Linked DNA regions of Arachis hypogaea: region 2 is linked to region 1. A link is a contact called in public Hi-C data. All regions are on one chromosome and are shown on one strand. The core of a region is the stretch at or near the end of the contact, and the rest is flanking DNA. Distances in the headings are between cores, read along the strand shown.

Region 1 (7,187 bases), core at 992-3,491:
TTTTTTTTTTTTTGTATTTTTTTCTTAAAATACATAGTGCTAACTATATGAATTGAAGATAGCAACGAAATCCCTTGAAATTGTCCACAATCTAAATTTTGTGGAGAGAAGTTGACTTTCTTGATGGGATATAGAGAGGTCTCTATTATTGAAATTGCTCTATTCTCATTTGTATGAATCAAATGCAAAGGTATTCGAATTCCAACTTCTAAACCTAGTTCAGATGGGATTTGAGATTTAAGTTAAAGTATATAGGTTGAAGTTGTTAAGATATAGGGGGGGATTAAAGAGGAATCTCAGACAAGACAAAAAGTATTGGTGGAAGCATGAACATATGTAGTGGGAATATTCACATAAGAATATGAATATATTATTACGTTTTATGAAAAGCTTATGAAATAAAAACACCGCTCAATAGTTAACTTAAAGCATACTAATTAGTAATATCTGGAAGATTAATTGGCTTAATATATATTATATATTCCAATTTTTAAGCTAGTTTATATACATACATATGAAGCACTAGTTAAGTCCTAAGTACTTATTCCATTCATTCATGTGTAAGAAATTAACATACACTAAAATAAAGTAAGAATCAAGTGAGAATATCATTTTAAGTAAAATGATATCGTCGTTTGTATTCTTTTGTGAAAACTAAACTATTTATCGACCGAACTATATTAAACTACAATTATCTATTATGAATACAATTTGTATTAAGTTTTTTGTATAAATTGAACATATCTTATAGTCTAATAATTCATATTCATGTAGATTTTAAACTCCTATTATACTACTATTAACTTTAATTTAACGGTTAATTTTCTTAAAAAGACTTCTATAAAAAAATTCTTGATATAATATTTTTTAAATTTATACCATCAGTGCAATTATATATATGGGAAAAAAAATAAAAAGCTAAATTAATCAACAAGATTATATAGGGTTTCGCTAAGATATATACTAGTTAAACGTTTTTATAAATAATTTTTATTAAATTTGAGTTCATCAAATTGCCATAAAATTAAAGTAAGAGAGTGAATAAAAACACCATTGTGATGAGTATAGAAATTAGGACCACGACAATTGAATACTTGAAAGAGAATTATATTACAGAATCAAAGAGAAATCAAGAGAAAAATATCATATCACAAGAAAGAGAATTAAATAGATTTCACATAATACTCTTCTACTCTAGTATATAGCCTATCCTATTTATACTAGTTTCTACAACAATAGCAACAAAGCCCAATACAATACACTACACTAGTTTAGACCAATTAGGCTACTTGTTATAGAGTTTTTAAAACTTCTAATGCAATTAATATATATAAAGAAATTTTCATGTTTAGTCTTTTAAATTCTTATAAAGAGAATGAAAAATTGGTGATTATTAGATAAACCCTACACACAAATAAAACAAATTAAATAACATATGATGACTATTTCGAAATTGGGAGTGTTAAGAAAATTGATTAGTGATTAGGAAGTTTGAGAACCAAAAAGGCATATAATAAGGATCAATATTCAAATACCCTCCAAATAATAAGAATAAAAATGGTACGAATTTAATTTGATGCATTAATAGTTAAAACGTTTTATATCTTCATTTAATTACATCTGTTTTTTTTAAGTAATTATTTATATAATTAATGTAAAAAAAAATATTTTTGTTAATGTGATATTATACATGTAATTAGATGTATGTATAAAACTATTTTACACTAATAGTATATTAAAATTAAATTTTAAAAAAATGATATTAACTTTATATATAAGATACACATATATATGCTGAAGAAATTAAGTTGCATGACAAGTTTATATATCTTACCAATAATGAAGAAAGAAGCTTTCCAAGAACCAGTTGAATCTCGGAGAGGAACCCTTCCCTTATAATCAAGTGAAGAATCATGAACCAATTTCATCTCATGATCAACCTCTCCGCTTTTTGCATCAATTGCGTTCTTCTCCATATGACTTGAATAACTAAGATGGCAAGTAGAAGAAGAAGACTTATTAATGGAGGAATTATGTTGTTGCATTTGACAACCTTTACCATTTTGGAACCTCCTTATATAGAGGAGCTAGTAGCAGAGGAATGAATGAAAGGATTTTTGCTTTTCTTTTGACTCACTATCACTCATGGGTTGGTATTGGAATAATGAAAAATGTCCCTCTCACATACAAACACATGCAATAATTGTGAGATTTTCTTTTCCTTTCTTCTAAGGACCAAACCAAAAAAAGAATAAGTAGTTGGGATTGCCTATATCTCCTAACGTTAATACTAGAAAGACAATAATAACTATGTTAGTTCTTATAGTTTCGTGAAATTTTTAATTAGGTCCTTATACTTTTTTTTTTTTAATTGGATTCCTGTACCAAATTTTTTTTCAATTAAATCCCTCTTAATAATAATTGGTTTAATTTTATAGAGACCCAACTAAAAAAAAAAGAATTGGTACATGGACCTAAATAAAAGGAAAAAAAAAGTGTAAAGACCCAATTAAAAAAAATTTGATGCAAGGACTCAATTAAAAGAAAAAAAAGTATAGGGACTTAATTGAAAATTTTGCAAAACTATAAGGAACAGCAGAGTAATTAAACCTATCAAAAATTATCTTATATATATAACATTTATAATTATATATTTATTATTATAATAATAATTAATAAATATTAAATAAGATCATTTTAGATTATTTGAAATAATTTTTAATTATCTCCTAATAAATATTATTAATATCATAATTTTTGACTTTATATATTGATACAAATTTTAGTAAATTTGTGGAGTGAAGTATTAACTAAAAGTAGCAATGAAAGATTATGCCCTACTGAAAAAATTTAAATTTTTGGAAGAAAACCTCCAATCCTAAAATACAATACTTGTAAAAGATAAATTCATACAAAATTACCTATTTTTCAGTAAATTTATTAAAAAAATTCAAAATTTTAGATATATCAAATCAATTTTAGAAGAGTGTTAGAGGATCGACAAAATTTTGTGATTTGTAACCATCAATTAATTATTATTAATTTAATGTTTTTAATAGTATAAAATTATATCTAATAATATAAGATTATTCAATTTTTTTTTAAGAAGTGTTGGTCTCTTATACTTTCTTTTAATTTTATTAGGGGCAAATGATGTACCACACATATATAATTTAAATATTTTGGTGAAATTATTTTTGCCAAATGATGATATAGATGAAATAATGTCATGCAAAGATGCTGAAAACTAAGCACTAGCTAGGGAAACGTCATTGTTGAAATGGAATAGCATTCATTCGTGCCCATTTTCTTATAAATGGGACCACAGCACTGTTAGTTCTATACAAGCCACCAATGAGTTTTCGTGTTAGCCATCCAAAACAAACTATGCCTTTAATTTGCTTCATCATGCATATTGAGTTTTCTTTTTCACAACAATTTATTGATGGATTTGTATCTTAAAATACATATTATTTTATTTATTTATTGTGAATATATTCATATTAGATTTCATGAAAGTCTAAGAATTATTCACACATATATATACAAGTTGAGTTGCATAACGGATCCTATACACTTTTACTCGTTTTATTTGTGAATTATTGTCCCCCTTTAATTTCTTGTCGACTGAAGAACATAAAGTTATGAGATGACTCGATTTGCAAAGTGACTCTTTTTCTTCTTTTTTAATTTTTTTTCTGTGTAATACTTTTTGAAGACTAATAAAGTTATTATTATTTTTAAGATAGATTCGTTTTTGCGATAGGACAACCTTGTATATATTATACCGTATACATAGTTTAGATTATGATGCCTTAAGAACTTCACATAAAAACCAAAAGTACACATAAAAAGAGTTTGGATAGAAGTACACACAAAATATTATAATTTATAAATATTAAAATACACTCAAGAAATTATTTTGATGGACAAAAATATTGTATTATTAGTGAATTTGTAAGATTTAAGAGTATCTTTATTTGTCCTTCGAATTACATATTCATAAATTTTGGTATGTATTTTTATTCATGTCAATTTTTTTATGTGTATTTTTATTTATTTATTAAAAAAAGATATTAATAGTGTTAAAGAGGGAGTCAGGGAAATGTCTTAGCTAATCATACGGCATGAGGACTTAAAAAAAAAGAATTAAGAGATTAATTCTAAAAATACATCAACTTTCAACAACTGTTACACAAAAGTAGCACTCAAAACTTAAAATAAATTTGAATAGATTATTTCTAAAACTATCCACAATTCTGCGAATCCGGCAAAATTAAATCTTCAAAAAGTAAAAAAGCTAAATATTATCAAACTTTCTGATGTTCTCAATTATCATGAGCACATTTTGAAAGCCTCAAATTAACTGTTTTTTATTTTTAATTTAAGAAATTATTAATTAATTCTGACTTATTATATCTTCTATAATTAAATAAAAAAATTAAAAGAATATAATTTTTTTTATATGTTATAAAGAACAACAATATCAGAAAGTACATACTCGGTATTAAACAGAGAAACTCAATAAATATACTAGAAGAATAGAACATAAGTAAAAAAATATTTTTGTCTTTTTCTTTTAATGATTTATATTTTTAATAAATTTGATAATTATGTATAAAAATACAATTATTTGAAAAGTTATCTTCCATTGTCAAAGTGTAAATGATATCAACACTTTCCCTTTATAGAAATCTGATCTCATAAATATGTTTAGCCTCAATTGGCTAATGGTATTTGTCTACCTTTCTCTCTGAATTTTGTTGCTGATATGTTATTTGCTATGTACTTTTCATCCCTGCAGTAGTGGACATTGCTTTTTTATTTTTCTTTTAGTCAAAATTAATATTATTCGAAGATATGATAATTTAGGGGGAACAAACTTGTCAAAACAAGATGAAGATAGGAACATGAGGTTTGGTTTCGTGTTTTTTTTTTTTTAAATAATTTATTGAATAAGTTGGCTTTTAAAAGATATCTATTTTTTTAAAGTTTTAATTATTTAAATTTGATAAACCTTATTTAAAAAAGTCTTTCAATAAACATAAACAACAATAATTATATTTAGTAAAATAATTTTTAAAAAATTATAATAAAAATAAATTCTAACCACTGCTATGATCTTTCTTTGTAACAAATTTTAACCACGTTATATAGGCATAAAATATATAAAAAATAAATAAAAGAATATCTAAACTGATTTAAATAAATAACAATGAATAAGAAAAATGAATAACTAGAAATTGACCTTATTAAATGATTACGGAAAAAACCAACACATTTATGGATAGGTTTAATGGCGACGTCAACGATGACTAAGAACTTACTCTTTTTCTGATTTCAAAAGTTATTACGGATAAATAAAAGAGACAACACATTTACGTAAAAATTTAATGGCGGCAATAATGAGAACATGAATGACAACAGCAATGAACTTACTCTCCTTCTAATCTCTGACGTTACAGTGAGCTTATGGTGACAATAGCAAAGAGATGAATGTGGTGGCGAGTGGATCTAGGTTTTAAATTTCACTCTTTTTTCTTTACTCAATTTTTTGTTAGACAAGTTTTTGTTTGAAGTAAAATTTGTTTGGATTTAATAAGAGTAAGTTAGAATCCGACTATTTATTTGGACAATTGGACTTAGCAATTTATACTAGCATTAATTAATGGGATTTTATATCATTATCATCATTATATTATTCTACAACGAATAGTATTCTGACACCAAAAATACATATTAACGTAGCGTATTTTAGTGCCAATATGTATATTTGTCTCTTCTCAACTTATTTTAAGAAATTATCTTTTTTATAATTATATAAAAATTAATATCTAATACATAATTAGACTAATTGTTAATCATTAATATTTTCAATCATTCTAATTATATTAATGGTCAATCTTTTTAATCGTCAATCATTTTAATATAATTTTGAATCAAATATAATTAGCCATAAATGTGACATTAACATTAATAGCTTTGTTAATTTTTCTATTATGCATATGTGTATGATATTGATATCAATAATTAATTCTTATAATTAATTTCGTGCTACTAAAAAGTACATATAGTGTTTCTTTTTGTTTGTTTAATGTTACAACGTAATTGTTCTTTGCCATAATCGTTTACAATAATGCACCACATCTATTAAATACCACCTCGAGTTGTATTTATTAATTCGAGTTCTAGTTACAAGGATGTAAGAGTCTAACGAAAGGGCAATGAATTATATTTTACTGAAGAATAATTGGATCTACTTATATATTACGACAAACCTAATGGAAGTGGGTAAACTTAGTTTTCTTAGGAGGAACTCGATTTTTTATTGAGCAATGGCTTTCAATCATCCCCTCTATGCTTTCTACGTCTACCAAAAAAATTTTAAAGTGGAGCCTATAATGAGATTAAATTTCCTCAATTTAGATTCAATTTTCAAAGAATTTTGTTAGGTTTGGAGATGTAATTTCAAATATTGGTACTGTATTTAAATTTTCTACTTTTAAATTTTTCGTGATAAAAAATAATTAATTTTATAACATATTGTGATTTTTTTTCTAAAACCACCAGCTTTCTAATGCGTCAATGCAATGTCAGAATAAAGGTCAATTTAGTTTCTGGCTGTTGTTATTCTATGCTGTAGTACATGGATAACAGATTATGAATCTTATTTAACAAGAGGATGGTCTGAATTTGTATGGATTATAAATATTCAGCTGATGACATTATTTCAGTTAGTTGTTGTTACGAGAATGACTCTAATATATATGTATTTAAGGTCTAGAATAGTTTAAATATTATTTAAATAGTTTAATTATAATATTATCATTTAATTAGATTAGTTTTAGAAAAATTTAAATTGTTACCTCAATTTATATATTATAACGATTATTTTTTATGTTATGTTATTTTTAATTTTTTTTAATATGAAATTTCTTTTTTTTTTTGTTTTCTAATATTATATTTCAGTTTTTTTTAAAATATGTTAATAATTATTATTTATTATATTATTGCTCAAACAAAAACTAAATTATTATGTATAATACTACTAGTTGTACTAAAATTTTTTTATTAACATTGTATAAAATAATTAATAGTCCAATTAAAATTTATCAACAACTGTAAAGTTAAAAATTTTAGTTATCCATTGCGATATATATATTTAGTTGAGTTAAAGTTTTGCTAAC
Region 2 (7,132 bases), core at 1,708-4,207, 63 kb after region 1:
GTAAAATTGTTAATTTTAAAGTAACTTATTAAAATTGGTTATTGAAAGATAGTTTTCTAAAAATTATGGTACCTATGTTTATTAAACCAAACTAAAAATAATTTTTAACAAACACAAACATAAAAAATTGTGTAAAATAGATTTTAAAATTCAAAATGACCATAGTAAATATAAATAGAGAGAAAATTTTGATTGTAAATAAAATTTGACATAAATAATTTAACTATTAGTAAATTTAGATATTTATTAATATATAAAATTATATTAAATTATTTAATTTTAATAAACATATACTAATTTTGAAAAATATTTCTTTAGGTATTTTCAAAAATCTTAAATTTTAAAATTTACAAGTATAGATACATAATTTTCTTATTTATTAAATACGATAAAGTGAAATGTTTATGTTTTGACCGATCGAAAAAAATTTTCTAAACTAATAAGACTATAACGCCTCATTTGGGAAAATTTTAAAGAGACATAAACACCTCACTTCGTATTTAGTAAATAAAAAATTATGTATTTATATTTGTAATTCTAAAAAATTAATTAAAGATGTTTTTGAAAGTATTTAATGAGATACCTTTTATTTAAAATTAGTTTATATTTATTAAAATTAAAAAGTCTAATGTAATTTTATATATTAATAAATATTAAAATTTATCTTTAATTATTAAATTATTGATATAAAATGTTATTTATGATTAAATTTTTTTTCTATTTATATCTATTATGGTTATTTTAATTAATTTTACCAATACAATTTTGTCACATTTGTGTTTATCGAAAGTCGCTTTTAATTTGTTTTTATCAAATATATATTATAATTTAAAAAATTATCTTTTAAAAGACAATATTCATAAATTATTTTAAAAAATAAAAATTTTACTAAAAATTTTGACGGGTTCATCAATTGTTCCAAAAAAAAAAAAAGGTTTATTTAATTATATCATTTGACCGTCTATTTAAAAGTTAGTCTACATCGTTAATAAGCATTGCAATAAGGCAAATTTTAGAAAGATTATTTTTCTTTTCCCATGAAAATAAATCTAAAAGGTAACAAGAAGTAGTGCTAATCTCCACTAATAAATTATCAATTTCAAGTTTGATTCATTTTACCATATTATATATATTATTATTTAGCAAAGCTTATTAATATTTAGTAAATATTTTATATTTTAATTAATTAAAAAGTTTTAAATTTGAGTTTTATTAGAAATAAAAAATATTTTTTTATAGGTTATATATGATGAATGAAAGTCATTTTAGAAAATAAAATTTATGCACTAACTACGTACTTTCATATTCTCATCATATATGTAATAAACCAGTAGAAAAAGAATCGTGCATTATTTTGTCATATTAAGAAAATATTTCTTACAAAAATTTAATTTTAAAAGTAAATCATCCAATGACAGTATCAATATCACAAAAAACATACTAAGAAGTAAATTACTAATCAAAATTAATCACATTTATATCAAACTTCTACCTTTAGTTGTTTAGCACAAGAAAATATTTACAATAATCCAAAAATAATAATATACTTATTCCTTAACATTTACACATTATAACAAAAAACTATCTCAATGACATGCTGCTTTATGCACACTATTTTAATTTTAAAGGTGTAAATATCATCTCCCTGACAAAAATTTTTCCATCCAGGTCCAAACTTATATTAATTTTTTCGTGTTTATATTCATTAAAATATCAGAAAGCAAAAAGAGTGAAAGAAAAAAAGAAAGAAGAGTAAGCTACAAGTTAAATAGTTATATCATATGCACCACTAACTCACCTACTCTCCTTGGCTAAAACTTCTTTTGACATTCTCACACTAAAGACCAGAAAGAACATCAATGTACCTAATCAGTGAGATCAGCTTGACAATTTCCAAAGTTAATTTCTGTCAAAATTAATGTCGCATCTATAATAAAAAGTTAACACAATAATTCATATGAAATTGAACTTAATTAGGATGGAACATATTGCTATAATATGCATAAATAGTGACAAATTATTATCTTTTTCTATAATATTATATTATAATTATAATTATTATCTGAACGATTACAAGGATAAAAAAGAAAAAAAAGCACATGTAAATTAAAAGAAAGCCACTCAGATAAAGATGTCTGCTGTCAGGGTTAAGATTTAGAGTTCTTAAAATTTTTTATATATATATATAAAATAGGGGTATTTTATTTTATTTTTTAATAGAGATATTGTAATAATTTTTTATAAGAAATATTAATTTAGATTGGTTCAAAATTAATTTATTAGTTTTTTGATAAAACTGATTTGTCCTCTCTGATTTTAGAAAAAATAACATAATTTAACTGGTTATATGTATTAAATTTTAATTATTAAAAAATATCCTTAAAAAAAGACGTTTTTAAAATCTTTATCTGAGTGGCTCCCAAATTAAAAACCATAATGCTAGGAAGGAAAAAAAAAGTCGAAACTTATCTTAATTAGCATTTATTAATTATTACAACATTTAATGAATGTTAAACACGACAAGTTCTGTTTATTGCTAATATTTTTTGGTTATGAAACATTTTCGAATTATAAATTATAATTGTATTTGATAATTTGATAATTATAAATTATAATTGTATGATTTGCATAAAAAGTAACTATCTACAAATTTATTTTTTTCAAAACAATGAATCAACTATTTTGTCAAAATACATCAATTCATGTTAGCAGTGACCATATATCTGTTTGATCACGCGTTGAAGCATACTTAAACGACACTACACTACACAGCAGAAAAATCTTTGTGAAATGTGAAGTGAATCTGCACACCGATGGAAAATCGATTGAAAAAGGAGGAAATGAAAAACAAAAATGGCATATTTGTTGTTCATATATATGTATATATATATGGGACCACCGTCCATTAAATCGTTGCATGCATTCGATTCTTCCAGAGATAGGCTTCTATCAATAAAAACCAAAACAAGGAAAAACATTATGAAAAAAAAAAAAAAAACCATCTACATCAATCTGATCATTGATTCTCACAAGCCCAAATTCTTATAAATTTTTGGGCCCCATCTCATCAGAAAAAAGGATTTTCAAAATTGAGTTACAATAATCATCTCAATTATCTTAAAATAATTTGACCATGCATGTTCAAATATAAAATATTTTACTATTAATTAAATTATAAAAGGGGTCCTACTAGTATAGACGATTATGCAACAAAAGAAATTTTATATTTTAATATGATCAAATGAATTATCCAAGTAAAAGAATGCATTATTTTCGTTACGATTCAACTTCATCTCACGGAATATATGCTTAATTAGGTTATGAAATATTCAAAGAGTGAAGCTTGATGCAACTATATGGGAAAAATGAAAACGAAGCACACTAAGCACGTGCTCTATTTTGTAATCAAGTGAAAGACTAAAGGCTACTTACTTTTTATTTATGGATCTTGTTCTTGTTGTTTGTATGTGTGTGAAAGGATAGATTGCATAATTAACATTCAATGGATGCGGCAATGTAAATCATATTCGAATTGACAATGGTGGGTGAAATTATTTCAAGTCTTTAATTTCTAGACAAATATAAATATGACATGACAACACTCACGATTGCATAATACATTAAAACTTTGGCTTTAAAAAAAAAAAGCACTAAGGCTATATTGTCTTTTGGCTGGGAAAAAAATCTAGAAAATTTTCATATTCGAATGATATTTTTTGTGTATCTTACAAAAAAAAAAAAAAAATCAATCTTTTAAAACTTTGTTCATTTTTTTTTAGATACATACAGATAGATAATGGAATTGTTTCTCATACAAGCTTAATGTTAAAAATATATTATAAAAGAAATTAGGTAAATCACGCATATAAATTAAACTAATAATTACTATTGTGCGCATGCCCTACATTATTTTTTTACTGTATTTCTAAATTCTATCCTCTTGTTAGGGTTTTCAGGAATTAGTGTAAATCGTTCTTACCAATAATTATGATATTTCGGAAAAAAGTTATTAAAGGACTACATATAAATCGTTTTAAGCAAAAACAATTTATCAAAGAAAAAAATGCTCATATAAATCGATCTAAGCTAGAACGATTTGTTAGGAAAAAAAACTTACAAGAAGAGTATTTTAAAAAAAATTGGGTGAAGAATGAAAACTTTCACTAAATTAATCGATATTTGTCTTGCACATTTTTTTTTTTTTTGACATTCTCTCTTATAAAAAAATCCATTTTCACTCTTCATTCAAAAACATCCTTTACTATAATATTATCTAAAAAAAATAAATTTCTATAAGTCTTTTTTCCTTGATAATTTGTAATAGAGAAATGTGAGTTTTGAGATGGGTTAAAGTGGGTATGGAATTTCGAACGAAGGAGAGAACTATTCCAACAGGAGTTAGAGTTACTCAACCAACTTCATGACCGGTTACAGATTATAAAATTATTGGTTGGTAGAGAAGATATAGTTGTATGGAAATTTGACAAAAAGGTATTTTTTTCACTAACTTATTTGTGCAAGTGTTGCAGAAAGAGACTCTCTTGGAGGACATCACAAGTTACAGCTTCACTAGTACCATATGGAGAGACTTGGTTTTCTTCAAAGAGTTAAACTTTTTGCATGGTTCGTTTTAGTAGGCAGGGTCAACACGAAAGAGAGATTGAGTAGTCTCGAGATTATTAATCATAATGATAATATCTGTGTTTTGTGTAAAAAGATATAGAATTTGTGCATCATTTGTTTTTTAGTTGTGAGTTTATGTGACAGGTGTGGTGCGCTTGATTGACGTGTGCTGATAGAGCTTGAACCATGTCGGGGACTGTTAAAGAGTCTTTTGAGAGTTGCTGGATTGGAGTACCAGATTGTAAGTCTGAGCAAAAGAAGTGGTTGATAGGCTTCTTTACGGTTATCTGAAATATTTGGTTAGTTGGAATGGAATAGTAGAGTATTCTAGAATTCAGAGACAGGTGTTGAAGAAATCAAGACTAGGTCGTTTTTGAGTTACAAAGATTGGTGTAGTGTTGATCCGTTTGGTTGTTGATGACAATGTCGGAAATAACAACGGATTATACTTTTTTTTTTGTTTATTGTCTTGTGTTTTGTTGTGCTCTTTATTCCTACATATTCCATTTCAGTGTGTTGAACTCTTTTTATTAAAAAAAAAAAAGTCTTTTTTCCTTGGTAAATCATTTTGGTTTAGAACGATTCATATGACCATTCCTTTTAATAAATTTATTATTTAGAACGATTTATTTAATTTCTGTCTTTTTTGTTCTTGGTAAATCGTTGTTGGTGAGAATGATTTACACTGGCCATCAGTAATAAATCATTATAGCTAAAAGAGGATAGAAATGATGAGAAATTTAAAACTATTCAACACAAACGCGTAATACTATTGTTGGTTTAATTTGTAGATATAATTTACCCAAAAACATATATTTTCAATAATATTATGCTTGAAAATATTATATTCGAGTAATATAAAAAAATTGTTTGCTCTCTGTTACAAATGGTTGTGAAATATTATTTTTCAATATTGTCAAGAATAAATTAAGTTATGTTATTTTATTATACATATTTCTGTTAATAAATTCTTAATTTTCAAAATAATTTTAATTTTTATTAAAAAAAATCAGTCTTTTTTATAAGGGTGATAACAAGGTTAATTTTTACCCTATCCGATTCCATCTTACCCTACAATTATTCATATAAAACTCATACCGTTCCTACTCGCAAGTAGTAAAAATCTATATCCTAACCCGTCCCATATTAATTATTAAAATCTAACAAACAAAATTAAATTTTAAAATTTATATAACCATAATTATATACATAACATAAATTAAACTAAAAAGTTAAAAATGATAAAATATCAAATAATATTATTAATCACAAAATGTTAGCCTCCTAGTATTCTCCTCTAAAAATACCACTTCTTTATCACTCTGTTGATGTAATTATAACTAGGATTTAATTAACTTGTATTCTAACTTCTAAGAATGTATATTATGATTAACAAATTGATAATTTTTTTATTAAAAATATAAAAAAATTAAGTTTTCAATGTATTTTTGTATTTATTTAATTTTGTTAATAATAATTTTATTACGTTTCTTTAGGACACATGTTAGTTAAACTTTTATAATTATAATCTTACAAGAAAATTTTTTTATACTTATCATCATATGTAAACGGTTTAGTAGGTATTTGTTTCAAAGTTAAAAGATATATTCTAGTTTAAAATAAATTATTGGATTTTTTTAAATATTTTCAAAATTAATAAATGACAAATATATTTAATTTTTACTAAACACATTTTTGATAATAAACTCTCAATATCAATAAAAGAAAGAGTTTTTTTATAAGAAATATAAGAATTGAGAGATATAATAGTAATTTTATATTTTAATCTTTAATTTATTCCTTTAACATGATAATATTAAATATCCATTTCTTTGGACAGGAATAAAAATTTCAAGTTTTGGTAATAAATTGTTTCTCGGAATAAATTATTCCTAAGAATTAAAATTTTAAATTTTAAATAAATATGAGAAAATAATATTTTCATAGACAATTTTTTAAGAATAAATTAAAATTCCTTAAAACAAATGTTTACTTATATAATTATTTGGAACGCAAGACAATGTTTTGCTTTAAGTTTTTCCTTATACTTTAGTTTTGTAGCTATAGAAATATTTCTCCTATAACATTAATCAAAGAGGGTAGAATTTTCTTTTTTGTAATTACGCTACTTGTCCACAATCTAAATTTTTAAGAAGCTATAGCACATTAGCACGGATAAAACATTTTCATAATGCATTAGTCAATATATATAGTGACAATAGGACGACAATAAGTGCGTGGTATTATGACAGTTTATTTTGTAGTGTCCCTAAATCTTATCGAGACAAAAAGAAAATGTTTTTAACTTTTTATAGGATTTTAGGGTTATATACCTATAGGCTTTTTTTTCCCCTCTACACCTTTCCTGCTATCATCACTAAAACTTAACTTTCTTAGTGTATGGGGATTTAGAGAGATTCTTAAGTATAAAAAAAAAAACTAAAATATTTGGACGGAACATAATGGTAATTGTAATATCTTTAAATTAATTTTTACTGTATCTCAATCG

The links. Hi-C and Micro-C count contacts between places; a contact is called where the count stands out from the background.
Region 2: a Hi-C map of leaf shows a contact between it and region 1, with 1.7 times the contacts expected there. The contact joins the enhancer-like site here to the promoter of LOC112727823 in region 1. A contact is called at or near these places in 3 of 8 Hi-C or Micro-C datasets (leaf and an unstated tissue).

What each region holds. Positions count from the first base shown.
Region 1 is chr12:98,589,871-98,597,057 of arahy.Tifrunner.gnm2.J5K5, forward strand. LOC112727823 (protein NRT1/ PTR FAMILY 5.6) reads right to left here and starts at 2,242. Exons shown (of 4, transcript XM_025777736.3): 1 at 1,835-2,242. The coding sequence starts at 2,045.
Region 2 is chr12:98,651,909-98,659,040 of arahy.Tifrunner.gnm2.J5K5, forward strand. No RefSeq gene overlaps it. Among protein-coding and RNA genes, the nearest start is that of LOC140177345, 11 kb to the right of the region's middle. Within about 2 kb of position 2,958, at least 1 of the 3 cell types and tissues checked has open chromatin away from gene starts, as enhancers often do.